2 separate regions of the Gossypium hirsutum genome follow, and region 2 is linked to region 1. The links are chromatin contacts, called in public Hi-C maps. All regions are on one chromosome and are shown on one strand. Each heading gives the region's core, a stretch centred on a gene start, on an enhancer-like site or on the middle of the called end of the contact. The rest is flanking DNA. Distances are from core to core; before and after follow the strand shown.

Region 1 (3,239 bases), core at 544-3,043:
TTGAAACCACTGTCCCAATTTGGCCCTAAAACAGGCTGTTACGATATGATTTCACTCAATCTTTTAAGATTAGTTTCCCTGTTTATCAAGGTAGCCTATGTTGTCATATCTTCATCATTGGGCCACCCAGGCTTCAATCTAACAAGCTTCTCTAACAACTCTTTGAATTAGGCCAACTCTTGTGGGCCAAATGATCCCCATGTCAATGATAGACCTTCATGGGATTCATTGTGTACAATGGTCATGGGCTTTGAACTGCGGCCTGTGACACTTACGTCTTCCTCATTATGTTTGGTTTTTGGATAAACACTTGTGTGTCTGAATGTATTTCCTAAATGTGTTACTCGAGCTAATTTTAAATTAGATTTTTATTTATATCGACATGTTATGAAAATTGATAAATTGTTAATAACAATATTGTTAAAATTAACAGTTTCCAATTTGCATTAAACATTTTTATAGACTCGTATGAATTGTGAAAATTAATCAATTTTTATTTTGTTTTAGAAATTAACAATTTTCAATTTGGTTTTTGGTTTAGTCTCTTTAATTAGTGCCCTCATCCATATGAGAAACAAAGATTGAGGCTTAGCAAAAGGATTTGTTTAGAAACCAGACATGTTAAGTTTTGGTTCCAACAGCCAACGAGAGGCGATGACTAAGGTTTCATTTGGGGAAGAACAGGATGAAGAAGGAAAAAAGGGAAAAGAAAAAAAAGATGGAAATAAAATAAATACAAAAGACACGCAAGTCATTTCTTAATAATATTAATTACAACTTTGTAAATTTTGAAAGTTGAGTAACTAAAATATAAATTTAATCAAAGTTTAGTGATAATTAGTGTACTTTATTCATTATTTTATTGTGTTTGAACCGTATTTGAAATTAAATATTTATTAATATCAACATAATAATAACATACCATAACACAACAATAATAATAAATGTGGAAATAAGAATATTTCACATTGAAATCAATTGTAATTTTTTTATTATAATTTGATTTGTTATATTCCATGATATTAATTATTTAATATTAAATTTTAATATTTTTAGTATAATTTAAGATTATATATATTCCACGAATTATAATATTAACAAGTTCAAACATCATTTAAACACTTTTTTTTACAACATAATATTTAAAATAAACATTTTATCTTTTCAAAAAATAATTTTCAATCTTAATTTTCAAAAAGTCTTTTTCAACTTCATTGATAATCTAATCTCGAATAGAATGGCTAAGAGTGTCATTGAAACTAGGTTCTTGTTAGTTGGCCATGAACTTCTATTATACTGTTATAAAAAAAAGGAGTTAATGTAATTTTAGATCTCTAAACTTGATAACTAGGTTTATATTAGTACTTGCACCGTTTTGGTCCACTTTGTAACTAAATTTGGATTACGTAGAAGTATGGTGATTTATCATCATGAGATTGTGTCATATCATAACTTAAAAAATTTTAAAAATATATAGTTTGAAAATAAAAGAATAATTTTTTTAAAAAAAATTTAAGTGATAACATGGTACAATCTTAAAGTATTACATTATCATACTTTTACAAAATCAAAGTTTAAAAAAAAATTAAATCTAATTATCAAGTTCGAATATTGAAATGATCAAAAGAAAATAAAAATATGAAATTGGACTTAATTATCAAGAATCTATAAAACATACGGAATTATAAACATATAAATAAAAATAAGTAAGTATACATCCCACCAACTTCATCTGATTGGATTCCAAAAAATGCCATCCTCGATATCAGGCATGTTCTTCTACCAAATTAAACCTAATTATAAAATGTATGTATATTATATACATGATTTAAGCAGGCCTTAGAAAAAAAAGGCCTTTAGGCCTCGGCTAAATTGTCGTTGAATCAAAGATTCATGATAGACCCGATCAAACTAACTTAAATGGCGTCCGACCGTTGATTTTCTTTTTTGAATACACGTGGGCGGTTTGTGTTGCAGGGAGAGAGGCCTCAGAAAGTAACTGGAAGCTTCTGGAGTTCCAATTTAGAAGGTCGGTGAAAATCTAAAGTACCCCGTGATTAACAACCAAACGCCAAAGGAAAGAGAAAAGCATCAAAGAAGGTTGGGATTTTCTTCGTCTGCGATTTCGTAGCTGTATGTTCTTAATTCATTCTACGTCTTTTTTTTCTTTTTCTTTTTTTGTATCATCTTCTTTCATTTTTTTCGTAAATCTCTTGGTGAAGGCTTTGTTTTCTTTTGCATGTATTTTGTAATTTATGTTCCTTGTAGTTCCCAGATATTTTTATTTTTAATTTCTATTTTATAGAAATATTTTATTGGGAGAAAAGTTAGGTTGGGACTGGGATTGATTCTAAGTTCAAGAGAAAACAGGATTTTGGTAATTTCAGGCTCCTTTTAATCGTTTCTTTTGTTTTTTATTGCACTGTGCATGGAATCGCCCGGTTTCTCTCTTTTGTTCTTTTTACTTTGAATTCCATGCTCGAAAATTTTCCAGTTTAATCTTGGTTAAAAGCAATTCTGTGAGTATTAAATGCCTTAGGTTTGTTGCAGATGCGGGGTAGAAGTTACAGTTACAGTCCCTCGCCACCAAGGGATTATGGAAGGAGGCGACATCGTAGCCCTAGCCCTAGGGGTCGCTATGGAGGTCGTGGTAGAGATCTCCCCACCAGTCTTCTGGTTCGGAACCTTCGCCATGACTGCAGGTTTGTACCATCCCCTCGTATTTATCGGCGTCAGACTGTCAATTTCCTCAAATCCAATATCCTAATGCTCTCATGGTTTTGTTTTAAAATAAATTCTAGGGATAAGTAAGAGCGAAGGTTTTTGAGGAGAACTAAAGGTGTTACATTTATGCTGTGATTTGTTTTCCTTGCTCACCAATCCAAACCTAGTGTACATCTTTGTTCTTTTGTTTAAAATAAACATGATCGTCTTGATACAAGTAAAAATTTTTAGTCTCATCAAACTTTTCTTGTAGAGCCAATTTCTAATTATGTCTCATTTGCAGGCCAGAAGATCTGCGTGGACCTTTTGGGCAATTTGGTCGCCTCAAGGATGTCTACCTGCCTCGGGATTATTATACTGGGTAAGTATAATCCTTATAGGTAACTGACAAATGGTAAAGCAGTGTGTATTTGTGTCTGATGGTGTCAACTTGTGTGTCTTCATCCTGTCTCATATGAGTGTTTGGGTGATGGGGTTGTTTCTTTATTATGTCCATTGGTTTATGGGAATTTGGA
Region 2 (3,364 bases), core at 804-3,303, 190 kb after region 1:
GAACAAAGATCTAATGATCCCACCCTCTCTTTACCCAGAATTATTGGCCCAACAACAACTGAAATCTTCAAAAAGGTAAAGGCATTTCAAATTCTTAGTGTTGAAGGCTTTTGAGTTTAAACCAAGGCAGGTGTTTTTCCTGGTCCTGATAGCAGGATGTGGTCAAATTCCATTCACACAACTAGCACTTAGAACCCTTAAAATTGTTATCTAAATATGTTATTTCTGCCTCTACTTTAGCAGAAGCAGAACACAAAATTTCATGACAAGGGCTGAAAAAGGAAATTCATAATTTAAGATGTACATACCGTAACGGTTTCAACAGAATAGTATCCACGATCCACATAATCTCCCATAAACAAATAGTTTGTATCAGGGCACTGCCAAGTAGGATAAAACACATTAAGGGATTCGCTCAAAGGAAAGACCAATCATGAAGCAAAATTGTGTAACAGACAGGGGAAAAGCATATAACTAGTTGAAAAGCGTCCTACAAATGCATGAATGACACTGGTAAAGCACAATCTAATGGCAAAAACAGGTAAAAGATTAAGTAGACAAATTTTATTAAAACAGAACACTTATGCATGAAAGTGCTGGACAGTGGAGACAAAAAGTTCACATGTCAATGCATGCAAAAGAGCATAAATTAAAAATATTCGCATTACAAATATGATCAATCAAGATACCTCTGGAGAGCTCCAACTTCAAAACATTGAGGTCTCAACTAATTATTTTACACATTCCCCGCTGAAACAGAACTGAATACAAAAATCAACAGTCAAAGTCAGAACAAGTACCTTCCCTCCAATTCGAAAAAGTTCTGCAAGATCATGAAACTGCCCATGGATGTCACCACAAATTGTCACCGGGCTTCTCACAGGCTGTTAAAACAAAAATCAATGCTTTCCCAGTTTACGGAGGAGCAATCTCAACATCTCCAAAATACGCCAATAAATAAACAAATATAGACATAGATGCCTGAAACACAAGCCAGACTAAGATAATAAACCTGGACATTGCTTTCTTTCATCAGTATTTCCTTTGCCTTATCACATAATGCTCTGACCTAAACAATACATTATGAGAAAAAAATAGTTATTAAAAGTTATATTCCACAACACAAGACAGACAAAGACAAGCTTCCATTGACCCAAATTAAAACAACACAAATAAGATGAAACGAAGAAAACTCCAGGAGCAACAAGTTTAAAATTTAAACCCACAACACTTATTCCGAGCAAATACCCCGAGTTATGTTGAAATTACCTATATCAAATAAAAATAAATCATTTTCTTTCCCTGCTTTAAAGAAGAAGAAAAAGAAGCTGCAGTTTTTGTTCATAACTCTGAATTGAAATTTAAACAGAAAAAAAAAGAGAGAATTAGCTATAAATATTGCAATAAACACTATTCACAAATCAGAGCCTACTCGATTATTCACAAATTTTAAAAAATATATTATTGGATTAATTCCTGGTAAATTTTGGCACTTTCTTGGAAACAAACAGATAGAGAAAAATTTAAGGTACCTGCTGCTCCGAAAGTGGCTTACACTGCATGAGCTGCGAGATCTGCTCATCGAGATCGGTGGTCAAGTCTGTTGGTGACGAATTGGCGCCCATGTTTAATTTTTCAGTTGGAAGACTCGAGCGTGGAAATCGTTATCCGGATCAGGGATAACCCTAACCCTATTTTGGATTGAGAATTTTCTTTTTTCTTTTTGTTTTAACTTTCTTTTTTTATCTCCTTTTCACTCTTTTCCTGGCTCTCTTGCTTCTATCACGAAGACGAAATGAAATGTAAGGGCGCGTGAACTGACACAGAGAGTGGAGCGTGAACAGTGTGAGTGTTATAAAGCCACGTCACACTACTAAACTGTTATAAAGCCACTTCACCACACGTTCCGGGGAGCGCTCCTCAGAATGAGATTTTCTTAAGCTCCCTTCAAATGCTAACGGGAAAAGAAAAGTATAAAGGGATATTATATTTTTAGTATCTAAATTTTGTTCCAATTTTCAAATTAGTATCTAAGTTCTTATTTTATCCAGATTGGTAATGGAATTTGGTTTATATCACATATTTAAATATATTTTCTTAATGCATTAAAATAAGATGACATGAAAAATAATATATAATAATAAATTTACTCTGTAATTAAAATTATTTAGGGTTGGAAATTAATTTTGTATATATTCAAATTTTGGTTACCAAAATTTACAAGGAAATTCCAAAATTTTTAAGGATTTACAAAAACTTCTAAGTCGTTACCAAAATTTCTAATAAATTATTGAAATTTCTAAAGTTACTCAAAAATTTCTAGGACTTTACCAAAATTTCTAATATGCCATATTTTTTTATCTCTTGGTATCTTGGCACATTAATGAATTTTATGCTTCTCCTCACAAGTCCCTTAGTGTTTTCCATTTTAAACATGTTTATATGAGTTTTCTTTGAGTATTTGTATATATTTTGTGATTGTAACACCTCGATACTTGACCCAATCATCGGGTCCAAGTTACAAGGTGCCACATTCGTTACCGGAGTAACTACGATAAAATGATATTTGATTTAAAATAATTAAAGATTCAAATATAAGTAAAACATATGTATAATACAATACGTAATCATTTTTGAATCTTATACGAGCTTTTGAAAGCTTTATTGTTAACCCGATATCGAATAGAATCAAATTGTACTATTTTCAAAATTTCAGGTTGATGTTGCAACTTCGGGGTACCTCTTCGCGACGAAACATACTGACTTGATCTCATCGTGATAATAAATGCTCTACATCACGACGTGACCGTCTACTTTAAAAAATGGCCAAAATGGCACCAACCTGTTTCACCTAATCATTCATTTCCATCAATACTAATTTTCATTTCAACCAAAATGTCATTTGAAACATACATTTCCAACATGTTTCATCATTAACATGATCATTTGTAATTTATAATCATTCAAGTTCATATTTGATAATCATGAACTTCAAAACATTACCAAATGGACATATACAATTGAGTATGAACACAAGTATTTCATCTTCTCATACAAAGCATTTATTTGCCTAGTTCATCAGTACAATCCAACCATTTAACCATTTCTAATTCATCATTCTAACTCCTAATGTGACTTGATCATATAATACACAAACCGACTCAGGATAGGTATATGACATATAACGAACAAAAGATATTTTACAAACATTGATGAGTCAGGGATTTCTGGCTGGATGCTAAAATCACTTTTCGGGACCTCGGGATGTACCTACACTTGTATGCGGAAAACAAATTATACACTGAGCGATAAAGCTCAGTGGTATTTCCATGATTCAAGACAAAGCAATACAAGTTTATACCAA

The links. A called contact is a pair of places that touch in the nucleus more often than the background predicts.
Region 2: a contact with region 1 is called in a Hi-C map of hypocotyl, with 2.9 times the contacts expected there. The contact joins the promoter of LOC107948230 here to the promoter of LOC107948474 in region 1. A contact is called at or near these places in 11 of 34 Hi-C or Micro-C datasets (callus, hypocotyl, leaf and 2 more).

Annotation. Positions count from the first base shown.
Region 1 is chrA04:20,863,292-20,866,530 of Gossypium_hirsutum_v2.1, forward strand. LOC107948474 (serine/arginine-rich SC35-like splicing factor SCL33) reads left to right here and starts at 1,794. Exons shown (of 6, transcript XM_016883032.2): 1 at 1,794-2,133; 2 at 2,551-2,702; 3 at 3,008-3,085. The coding sequence starts at 2,551.
Region 2 is chrA04:21,051,652-21,055,015 of Gossypium_hirsutum_v2.1, forward strand. It overlaps LOC107948230 (serine/threonine-protein phosphatase PP2A-4 catalytic subunit), which reads right to left and starts at 2,054. Exons shown (of 11, transcript XM_016882705.2): 1 at 1,533-2,054; 2 at 1,013-1,069; 3 at 801-884; 4 at 309-380. The coding sequence starts at 1,625.